Regions from separate parts of the Mus musculus genome. Here all the other regions are linked to region 1. The links are chromatin contacts, called in public HiChIP or PLAC-seq maps. All regions are on one chromosome and are shown on one strand. The core of a region is the stretch at or near the end of the contact, and the rest is flanking DNA. Distances in the headings are between cores, read along the strand shown.

Evidence for each region. HiChIP or PLAC-seq counts read pairs in DNA pulled down with a chosen protein or histone mark.
Region 2: a BATF HiChIP or PLAC-seq map of CD8 T cells shows a contact between it and region 1, with 7 read pairs. The contact joins two enhancer-like sites. A contact is called at or near these places in 1 of 15 datasets of contacts at CTCF or cohesin (the NIH/3T3 cell line), 9 of 484 Hi-C or Micro-C datasets (Sertoli cells, embryonic stem cells, myocytes and 3 more), 3 of 115 datasets of contacts at active chromatin or transcription factors (CD8 T cells and embryonic stem cells) and 3 of 9 other capture datasets (adipose tissue, liver and pancreatic islet).
Region 3: a contact with region 1 is called in a BATF HiChIP or PLAC-seq map of CD8 T cells, with 5 read pairs. The contact joins two enhancer-like sites. A contact is called at or near these places in 1 of 484 Hi-C or Micro-C datasets (extraembryonic endoderm stem cells), 3 of 115 datasets of contacts at active chromatin or transcription factors (CD8 T cells, SST interneurons and embryonic stem cells) and 3 of 9 other capture datasets (adipose tissue, liver and pancreatic islet).

What each region holds. Positions count from the first base shown.
Region 1 is chr3:96,879,921-96,883,673 of GRCm38.p6, forward strand. It overlaps Gpr89 (G protein-coupled receptor 89), which reads right to left. Exons shown (of 14, transcript NM_026229.4): 8 at 2,599-2,708; 9 at 701-789; 10 at 154-246. Among named protein-coding and RNA genes, the nearest start is that of Gpr89, 24 kb to the right of the region's middle. Within about 2 kb of position 1,816, at least 43 of the 459 cell types and tissues checked have an H3K27ac peak or open chromatin away from gene starts, as enhancers often do. A contact at or near this core is called in CD8 T cells, where this site is marked.
Region 2 is chr3:96,757,771-96,761,523 of GRCm38.p6, forward strand. It overlaps Rnf115 (ring finger protein 115), which reads left to right. Exons shown (of 9, transcript NM_026406.3): 3 at 207-264. Among named protein-coding and RNA genes, the nearest start is that of Rnf115, 32 kb to the left of the region's middle. Within about 2 kb of position 2,026, at least 46 of the 459 cell types and tissues checked have an H3K27ac peak or open chromatin away from gene starts, as enhancers often do. A contact at or near this core is called in CD8 T cells, where this site is marked.
Region 3 is chr3:96,776,787-96,780,539 of GRCm38.p6, forward strand. All of the region lies in intron 4 of Rnf115 (ring finger protein 115), which reads left to right. Among named protein-coding and RNA genes, the nearest start is that of Cd160, 36 kb to the right of the region's middle. Within about 2 kb of position 1,620, at least 17 of the 459 cell types and tissues checked have an H3K27ac peak or open chromatin away from gene starts, as enhancers often do. A contact at or near this core is called in CD8 T cells, where this site is marked.

The DNA of each region.
Region 1 (3,753 bases), core at 566-3,065:
TCCTCTGGTCTCACGTGAACCTGCACCCTCACAGAACTTTATTATTACTAGTAGACACTAACAAACAATAATAATAGAAATATATAGTAAATGCTAATATGACCAATAAAATAATAATAACAATAATAAACAAAAATTCTATAACATACGTACCATAAAAATTTTCCAGACACAGTAAATAGAGAAAAAATAACCCAGGAAATTAAAATACTTTCCCTTGAATGTTTTCGAGTATTCAATTCTTTCCTAAAGAAAACCAAACACAAAACATGGTTTTTAGTAAAAGGCAGACATTTTCTATAAAAGCATTCCCATGCCTGTGGCTGAGTCAATACAGCATACATGATAACATTAAGAGAGGCTACTAGGGGCCAACCTGCACGGAGTGCTGACTTTCAGTCAGAGTACTGCACTACCCTTATGAAATATGCTGTAGAACCTTCACCTTCCAGATGGGAGACTGAGTCTCAGAGGTTAAACAACTCGGAAAAGGTTAGGGTAGTCTGCATTTAAACCATACTGCATTCTAGGTGTGGTTGGCATTCACACTCAGGAGTGACTTCATAAACAGTAAGCCTCTTTTCTAACGCCACTTGGCTTACACAGAAGCACTGCCTGCTCGCAGAGGACTGCCAGCCCATGAGGTCTCATTCTCTCTTCAACCGTGTTGGTAAAGCAGAGCTGTCTCCTCACTCTGTACCTTTGTAGCATACAGATCAGCTGTTTCCAGAAAAAGCTGCCTGCTCAGTTCTTCCAAAGCATCCACTTCCTGTTGGATAAGAGTCAGATCTGGCAAAAAGTGGGCATCAAGGTTTAAATCACAGAAAAGTGTCAGTAAGCAGTGGGAAGAAAGGTTGGATTTGCTCAGCTTTGTAGGGAAGAAGCTGGGAATTGCCTGCATCTTTTATTCCCACCTCAGCACTGCTTCAGGGCAGTGTTCCCAGGCTGACACAGGGTGAAGGGGCACCCCACATGCATCTGCCAGCTGCTGCTCAGACATATGATCTCACGGCTAGTGTTCTGCTTTATTTTTTTAATATCAAATTCAGTCCTCAAATGGTGTATACGCCATGACCCACAATTCAGCAGTTTCATGCTACCTGACTGATAGATACTGTGCCAGGAAACAGCACACACAGCACTGTGGTCAGAGCCTCACCGGGCTGGGCTTTAGGCAATGCCTTCTTTCTATCTTATTTTATGCTCCCACAATCCCATGAGACAGCTGTAACCCATTTCTCAGACAAGGAAAGAGGCTCAGAATGTTAAACAACTTGCTCCATGTCATCTCATCCTGCATCTAATAGGCGTGCATAGTGCTGTCTGCCTACACAAGGCCCCGTCTTTTCCACTGCCAGATACTAGCCAAGTTTCCATACCTCAGTCAGAAGTGTCAGTATTTCCTCACTAAAGAAGCAGGAGCTCAGAGAGCTAAAAACTCCATACTTTGTTGATACCAACCTACACTTGGGTTTTTAAGAATTTTAAAGTAATAAAGATAGTAAGATAGATAGTCCCAGTAATTCAAATCTTCCTCCCTTTGTGAAATTAGCAAGTACCCTTCAGGTCCTCCCCTCAACAGTGGCTACCAGCCAGGCCGAGCTGCTCTTGAGAGGTTATGCTTCCAGTCCTGTCACTTAGACTCTTCCTGGAAACAGGAGACAGAGCACTGCTGCAGGGTACTTGTTTTCTCTAAAGAGAGGGTGGATTTTGCTGTTAATTGTCTGTATGTGTGGGGGCGCATATGCAGACGAGTGTGGGAGCCCTCAGAAGGCAGCTCCCTAGGACTGGGGCACCTATGAGTCACCTGATACATGTGCAAGAGCAGGCCCCTCTCCGAGCCTCTGAGCCGTCTCTCCAGCCCCCATGACTCCTTTTCCTTTCTCTGCCACAGTCACCTGGCTTTCTCTGTCTGATTCTTATCTATAGCCACGTCAGAATGGTGTCCGGATCCATCACAATAGCCTGCATCCTTCTCCAACTGACTTAACTGGTGACAGAGACAGAAGAACATCTCAGCCCTGACAGCCTGTGGGAGGGGACGGGAGAAGAGGGAGAAACACACAGGCTTGGTTTTCTCTATGTGGAACTAGTCAGCCTCCAAACCAGCAGGGCCAGGAACAATCCAGTAACCAGGTTGCCCTGTTTTATTTATTTTTTTTAAGGGGGGGGGGGGTGGAGCTGCTTGAAATCTGTGTGGCATTAACTGGGTTAGGAATGGAACCTTGCCACCACACTGTTGTAGGGAGTCACTGTGCTTTGTGGTCTTGCATCTGTGGGTGACAGAACAGCACAGCGGAACAAGTTATGAAGCTGAGGCCATAGTTCTGTTCCTACACTTGCCACAAACCACCGTGTGACTTCACCTCTCTGGGTCTATTTTCTCATCTGTGAAATGGAAAGAATGATCTGATAGGTTCGCTCCAGCTCAGAGACAACGCTTCTGCAGTTAGGTACAAGTGTAGGGAAGATGACGTGCCCACTGGACCTCCTAGCCCAGTGCTGGCTGGCCCTGATGCAGCCAGGCACCCTAGAGGGGACTGACTCAGCCCCTGGTGCAGAGTGGAGGAGAAGAGCCAAGAAGAAGGTAAAGGATACTTTCACTTCCCGGGGCTGAGGCAGTAACGCTCTTCAGCATGCCCCAGAGTCCCGACGGCTTGTTCTGCACATCCCCTCTCTGGAACATGGTTCTCCGTGCCACGGCCATTCTGCAATACAGAACACAGAAGCCTGAGCAAAGAACTGGGACTTGCAGCCTCATCTCCCACCGTCCTGAGTCACAGCTATGTCTCCACTGGTTCAGAAGTTACACAGAAGACAACATTTCCAGAGGCTGCGTGGCCTGGCCCGGGGAACAGAATATAGAGTAGGCAATACATCTGAGGTCTGGCTCTGCCACCTGGAAGCTGAGAGACCCACAGTTTACTTTCTCACTCTGGGTGGTTGTAAAGAATAAGGAAATACCACTGTCATCCATCCTTGCCATATGCTAATATCATTTAGAGAACAAAGTGGCTAACAATTCTATAAAGAACCAGGCACAGAGGAGGGACACAAGGAAAAGCAGACCACAGAAAGGAAACAGGAAGTTCACACAGACAGGGCCTTAACTCACTGCAGTCCACCTCTTGCCATGACTGTCATGGCGCTACTGCTGGACAGGGTGCATCTGTGGGTGCTCCTCCTATCTGTGGAGCACTCAGGGGCATCGTGACAGCTGATGGCAAGTTCTAGTCTGCCCAGAGTATTAAGAGCAAGGTCCTTGTGAGCTTAGAAGACACACATGATTACTTGAAGAGTGCAATGGGCCTAAAACCAACCAGGACAAATCTAGCACAGGTAGGAGAGCAAGCTACAGAGAAATTCATGGTGGACATTTTTGGGTGACAAGAGACAAAAATGGGGATGAGGAAGCAGCAGCATTGGCATCATGTCTGCAACAAATGGTACCAGGTGACAAGGGCCAGATGGCATTTCTGTGGGCTAAATTCTTAAAGCATCAGTTAAAAGGTCACTCGTAACAAAGAGTGTTAGGCATATTCATTTTGGTGACGGAAACAGTTCCCTTTTCAGTGAGCGCTGCCTGGATAAGGTACAAATCAAACAGCCACAAGCTTGTGCTGCCTTCCCTGACACGGTCCCTCCAACTCGGCATTTTGGGAAGTCGTGAAAAAAGAACCAAGGAAAGGCTCCGAGCCACGACTCCGTCAGTTTCTAAGGGGAACTTGGGACGAGCATGTGAGGGGGTTCTGG
Region 2 (3,753 bases), core at 776-3,275, 120 kb before region 1:
TTGGTATGCCAGTTTTCATTTGCCTCTCTTACTGTTCTCTGTGTTAAGATACCTTACAGGCGTGGTGTGTCTGGCAGGTGTCCTGCTGGGATGAGTGACTTTCCCCATTGAGCGCTGTTCTCATTTGGCCCGACCTATATTTAGCTTCTGGGAAGGGAGGGAGCTCATCCCAGGGAGAGAGTCACCACCATTACTTTTCTCTTTAGTTTTTTAGGTGGTGGTGGAAGCCGGACAGACAATAGCACAGCGACACATTTTGCAGAGGTAAGTTTTCCTAACGGTGCTCCTCGGCAGTAGAGATTGCTTAGGGTGTGGCTGGGGATTAAAGAGGTAGATAACCAACCACCTAATGCTGAATCACTGAGGATGGATGTGTGAGAAGAGTGCAGTCAGGGGTAACCTGGGAAGATCTGTGTCCTCAGTAGCTAAGGGTTTGGCCTGCTTCTTCAGAGGAAAAAGTCAGAGCCTGCAAAATATCCCGCTGCAGCCCTGGTTGTGTTTTCTTTTTCTGCTGCTGCTTTCTGTGTATGAGTGAAAAGCTTGTGATGTTTGCAGAGCATTGGTGCTGCAGCCTCCGCTGCATTGGCAGCCCTGATGACTTATTACCCAAATTGCAATACAGCAGTTTTAAAATAACACTGTATCATACAAGTTTCTAGAATTTAACATGGTAGTTGCTGTGAAATAAGTATATTTATAACCTTTCAGATCCTAAGATGAGACCCTTAGTTAATTAACTTCTATTCTTTTGTATAATGTAGCATCCATATATTAAATATGAGTTCTCTCTTTTCCCCTTGCCCCTCCTTCTTATTCTCTCTCTCCTTCTCTAACCCCCTCTCTCTGTCTCTGTCTCTCTGTCTCTCCTCACCCTCCCTTCTGCCCCCGAGACAGGTTTCACTATATGGCCCAAGCAGGCTTCATACTTACTATGTAACATTGGTTGACCTTGAAACCATAAATCCTCCTGCCTCAGCATCCTGGGTGCTAGGATTCATAGGCATATGGCACCAGCTCAGTTAGAAAATCAAAACTCTGAATTCTTATTTGAAAACAGTCAGTGTCCTTTAATACCATTTATTTTTCAATTCAAAATACTTTGGCTTTTCATTGACCTCTTTCTTTTTGGCTTGTGTAACTGTTTGAACCGTTTGTTTAAGAGAAGTGGTTTCATAAGGTTTCACTATATTTTCCGTGGCTTGTCTTAAACTCATAAGCTCAACTGATTCTCCTGCCTCAGCCTCTGGAGAAGCTGAGACTATAAACATGTGCTGTTATGACTAGTTCTTTTTTGTTTTGGTTTTTCGAAACAGGGTTTCTCTGTACAGCCCTGGCTATCCTGTAACTCACTCTGTAGACCAGGCTGGCCTTGAACTCAGAAATTCTCCTGCCTCTGCCTCCTGAGTGCTGGGATTAAAGGTGTGCGCCACCACGACCGGCTATCTTAAACTGTTTTTAAGTTCAGTGGCGTTGATACTCCGTGCTTGTAGTGGTTTGGAGACTGTTTCCCAGATGGGAAAACCAAGCTCATTGGACAGCAAACACTTTTACTCTCTTCTTTTACTTATCTATCTCTGATGCCATACAGCTTTTAGGAGCTAAAAGCTGACATATGACCAAAACAATTTTTCAATGTTAAATCCCATAATCAGAATTCCCTTTTATTTTAGAATTATAGTTAATAAGCCCATAAATCACTGAATTTTCCTTTTTTTGAAAATTATCTTAAGATGTAAATGTATCTCTCCCCCCAGTCCCCTTGTTGATGATGTTATAGTCAAGAATTGTGTTAGGAGGTTTCCTTTTGTTCATGGCTATGGTTATTGCTAACATCTAAGATTTTTAGTCAGTTCTTAAGTACTTTAAGATGAGTTGATGTGAGCCTGGCTCCAGACAGATCATATTTTGAACACTCATTTGTGTTTTCTTGTTGATAGATTGAGAAGCATTGAAAGTCTGTATACTCTGTGTGAGCCTGGCAGTCTTCTCGATGTGAGTCAGCATTTCGCAGGGTGTGCTGTTTGTGGGAGCACAGTCTGTTCCTGATTGCGCATGTGCAGAAGAAACTTCACTTGGTTTTCTTTAAGCATTGGTTCTCTTTTAGAAATGGAAATAGATGGATCTGTCAGTTTTGTATGTATGATTCACGAGGAGGAAATGCATTGAGTAAGAAGGAAAGTATATGTGGTCAGCACTCTAACTTTAGTAGGGCTATATCTGACACTATGACCTGGGCTACCCTTCAGGTACTAATTTTTCAACAGTCATGGTTGTGAGTTCATGTTCCTTAGCAGTGACAGGCTTTGTAGTAAGGTGTAATCATGCCACATTTTTCCTCAGTAGAGTTTTCTTGTCACCATGCCTCAATATTTAATTTTCTCTCTTTCCCTTTCTTCTTTTTTTTTTTTCCTTTTCTCAAGACAATGTTTCCCTATGTAGCTCTGGCTGTCCCGGAACTTACTCTGTAGACCAGGCCCCATTCATCTTCCAGAGGTCCACCTGCCTCTGTCTACTGAGGGTTAACTTTTTTTTTAATGATGTTTTACATTTTATTACTGGAAAATGTCTTTATAATGATATTATTGAGATTTCCAAGGAATTTGAAGAATTAGGTGAGAACTTTTTATACATATTGCTTCTAAAACAAGTAGGGGCAGGAAGCACATTTCTTGTTGCCTTGCCTTCACAGTATTACAGTGTAGTTGGAGAGCAAGTTTAAACACATAAAGTGGATGGGGAAACACAGATACAGAAATGTACCAACTGCCCTGTGTTTTGATTATTATGTGACAGGAGGAAATTCTTTTCTGGTCCAGTCTATTTGGAGTTCTGTAGGCTTCTTGTATGTATGGGCATTTCTTTCTTTTGGTTAGGGAAGTTTTCTTCTATAGTTTTGTTGAAGATATTTGTTGGCCCTTTTAGTTGGGAATCTTCACTCTCTTCTATACCTATTATCCTTAGGTTTGGTCTTCTTATTGTATCCTGAATTTCCTGGATATTTTGCTTTTTGCGTTTTCTTTGACTTTTGTGTCAATGTTTTCTATGATATCTTCTGCACCTGAGATTCTCTCTTCTATCTCTTGTATTCTGTTGCCGATGCTTACATCTATGACTCCTGATTTCTTTCTTAGGTTTTCTAACTCCAGGATTGTCTCCCTTTGTGATTTCTTTATTGTTTCTATTTTTAGGTCTTGGATGATTTTATTTCCTTCGCCTGTTTGATTGTATTTTCCTGTAATTCCTTAAGGGATTTTTGTGTTTCCTCTTTACCGGCTTCTAGCTGTTTACCTGTGTTCTCCTGTATTTCTTTAAGGGAGTTATTTATGGGACCCTGGGACCCTTCTTAAAGTCCTCTATCACCATCATGAGAAATTATTTTAGATCCGAATCTTGCTTTTCCCGTGTGATGGTGTATCCAGGAGTTACTGTGGTAGGAGAACTGGATTCTGATGATGCCAAGTAACCTTAGTTTCTGTTGCTTGTGTTCTTACGCTTGACTCCTGCCATCTGATGATCTCTAGTGCTACATGCCCTCACTATATATGACTGGAACCTGTCCTTCCTGTGATCCTGGTTGTGTCAGAGCTCCTCAGAGTCCAGCTGTCTATTTGATCCTGTGATTCTGTGATCCTGTGATCCTGAGATCCTGGGTGTGTCAGAGCTCCTGGGAGTCAAGCTGCCTCTGGGACCCTGAGATCCTGGTGTGACCAAGCTTCTGGGATCCTGGGACCCTGAGATCCTGTGGACCTTAGC
Region 3 (3,753 bases), core at 370-2,869, 100 kb before region 1:
TGATAGATTTCTTCCAACGAGGCCACTCCTCCTAATACTTCTTCGCAAATAGTTCCAACAATTGGGGGCCATTCTCATTCAAACTACTGCAGAATGCAGAGATCTGATTTAAAGATTTAAGTAGATGAGAACTTAATATGAAATCACTTAACATGAAATCACTCTAGCATATCCTCTCCCATACCCTCCATCTTAAAACCATTTTTTTTTTTTTAAATAGGCTATTTGGATCTACCAGGTAGCTCAGGCTGGTTTTGAATTCCAGATCCTCCTGCTGTAGGCTCCCTGCTGTAGGCTCCCAGTTGCTAGGTGCATGCCACCAAACCTGCTTTGTACTACATTTTTGTTAAAGGAAAAGGAATCTTTTTCTACTGCCCCTTACTCTGTGCTCAGAATATTTCCTGAGCTCTGTGTCCTAATGTTTCCTGCCCACGGATGTGAGGAGAGCTAAATGAGCAGAGAGTTAACTTTGTATCCTTTACTATGAGGTGGCAAGGAGGGTGCTGTGGAGGTTGGTTTATGATTAGCCAGCTGCGGTGCCTGCTGATCACTTAGACTAGAGTAAACACTGTGTTTGAACCGAGTTTGGTGGCACATGCTTGTAACCCCAGCATTTGGGAGAATCAGGAGTTCAAGCTGGCTTCAGCTCTCTAGTGAGTTTGAGGCTAGTCCAGGCTCCACAAGCCTTTAGATGAAACAACAAACTAAACAACAATAAAAAGCATGTATCAGGTGAGTTGTACTGTATAGTCAATATTTTTTTCAATGTGTAGCAATCTTCTGAGGATTTTTATTGTATTTATTTTCATTGTAGGTTTGTAAGTTTAGATTTTGGCTCCGTTTTGTACATTTTGGTCATTTAAATTATTTCTTGATGAATTCTTTCCTTTATATAATCACTATTATATATCTTTAAATAGATCCACCTGTTTTCAATTTTATTTCAATTTTAGATGTTGTATTGTGAAGTGAGACTGCATGTTTTTATGTGCCCAAACGTGGACCATATAGTCAGTAGCAGTTTTTTTCTTCTTACTTTTCTTAGCAAGTGGAGACTATTTCTTGAACTATGTATGACCAGAAAATACCAGATTACTTGCTAAGGGTTCTTGATGTAGGGAATTGATGTGGAATCTACTTTTCACTAATGGGACTCTAACAGTCTGCTGTCAGGAATCTGGGATGCATGTCCCAACACACACATGCTCTCTTATGAAGATCCAAGGAGAATACTAGTTTTTTACTTTGCAAAGACGTCATGCTTACAGATGCTGCAACCACCCTCCAAGTTATGGATGGAGGGTGTGGCTGATGCTGAGGACGAAGAGGGATGTGCTCTATTGACTTCATCCCCAGCCTCTAGAATGGAATTAAACACATTTTCTATTGCTTATAATCTTTTCTTTTTTTGCTTATAATCTTCCCACATTGTTCTGTTTAGACTAAAACACAAGGTTATTAATATCTTTCTTCCTATTAGACTTTTTAAAATCTTCTTGTCAGGCTGCGCTTTCCATGGCCTACATCTTAAGATCCTGTTCACCTATTTCAATAGACAGTACTTTTCAAAAAGTAGCTGTTGAAGATCATCAGTGTGTTCTAACCAGGAGTTCCTCTGAAATATGCATTTCCTGTGGCTGTTCACTGACGTAGAGCACTGTCTTAGTCAGGGTTTCTATTCCTGCACAAACATCATGACTAAGAAGCAAGTTGGGGAGGAAAGGGTTTATTTGGCTTACACTTCCATGCTGCTGTTCATCACCAAAGGAAGTCAGGACTGGAACTCAAGCAGGTCAGGAAGCAGGAGCTGATGCAGAGACCATGGAGGGATGTTCTTTACTGGCTTGCCTCCCCTGGCTTGCTCAGCCTGCTCTCTTATAGAACCAAGACTACCAGCCCAGAGATGGTCCCACCCACAAGGGCCTTTCCCCCTTGATCACTAATTGAGAAAATGCCTTACAGTTGGATCTCATGGAGGCATTTCCTCAACTGAAGCTCCTTTCTTTGTGATAACTTGCTATATGTATAGAACAGCCTGGCCTTGAATTTGTGATCTTCCTGCGTCCACTTCCTGATTACAAGGATTACAGACTTGCACCACCATGCCCAGTTTGTGAAGTGTTGGGGATTGAGCTAGCCCAGGGCTTTGTGCAAGCAAGGCAAGCACTCCATTAGCTAAGGTACATCTGCACCCAGAAAGGCCTTTGATTGTTATCCTGCATCTAAGAAAGCTTTTTACCTACACAGTATGGTTTAAAGAAGTCATCCCTAAATTTTAGCATCATAGCTTTTTGATACCAGTCACAACTTAGGTTTTAAGAATTGACATTGGTTGTTAACTTCCCCCCTTATTTTAAAAATGTTAGTGTTTACTTTTTAAATGGATTAAAAGACGGTGTAGTGGCTATTCCTGGTTGTCAACTTGACTATATCTGGAATGAAAAATAATCCAGAAAAATTCTCAAATAAATGAAGTGAAGGCTACATTGGATCATGGCAAAAGTCAGTCTCAGCCAGTGAATCAATTTCCAGACTTGAACCAGTTTGCCTTGAATGAAGGGGTGGCCAGGTTCCCCTGAGGAAGGATCTTGATAGGAAACCTAAAATTTCTGCTGCTAGTCTTTTCTCCAGTTCTTCCCCAGAGGGACCTATATAGCCTTTTATAAGGGTAACTAACTGTACACTGTAGGAAAGGAAATAATCAGACTTTCCAGGGTCTATTGGATACTGGTTCTGAATTGACAATGATCCCAGGAGATCGATCCCAAGAAACATTGAGGCCCTCCAGTTAAAGTAGGGATTTATGGAGGAAAGGTGATTAATGGAATTTTGACTGATGTCTGACTCACAGTAGGTCCCTGAACACAACTTGTGGCCATTTACCCAGTTTCAGAATGTATAATTGGGGTTGATATACTTAGAAATTGGCAGAATTCTCATATTGGTTCCCTGACCTGTAGAGTGAGGGCTATTATGGTTGGAAAGACTAAATGGAAGCCTTTGGAGTTGCTTCTGCCAAAGAAAACAGTGAATCAAAAACCAGTATTGTATTCCTGGAGGAATTACAGAAATTACTGCCACCATCAAGGACTTGAAAGATGCAGGGGTGGTGGTTCCCACCACATCTCCCTTTAACTCTCCTATCTGGCCAGTGCAGAAGACAGATGGATCATGGAGAATGACAGTTGACTATCGAAAACTAAATCAGGTGGTAACTCTGATTGCAGCTGCTGCACCAGATGTAGTTTTGTTTTATTTTGTTATAGTTATTCTTTCAATTAAAAAATATTTATTTTTTATATCCAAGTACACTGTAGCAGTCTTCAGACACCAGAAGAGGGTATCTGATCTCACTACAGATGTTGTGAGCCACCATGCAGTTGCTGGGATTTGAACTCAGGACCTCTGGAAGAGCAGTCAATGCTCTTAACCACTGAGCCATCTCACCAGCCCTATTCTTCCAATTTAACATCAATTGGTATATAAGTTGAGATACTAAAAGAATGTTCCCAAGGGATATTGCCCCATTGTAAATTTACAAATGCAATCTCAACTGTACATGAAACAGTTACGTCATGTTAGGCATATTGTTATTGTTTTATGTGGACATGAGATATTATTTATGTCAAGTTGACAAGGGGTAGATTGTAGTGGCTATTCCTGGTTGTCAACTTGACTATATCTGGAATGAACTACAATCCAGAATTGGAAGGCTCACCTGTGATCCTAATCTTGAGGCTGGGAGATACAAGT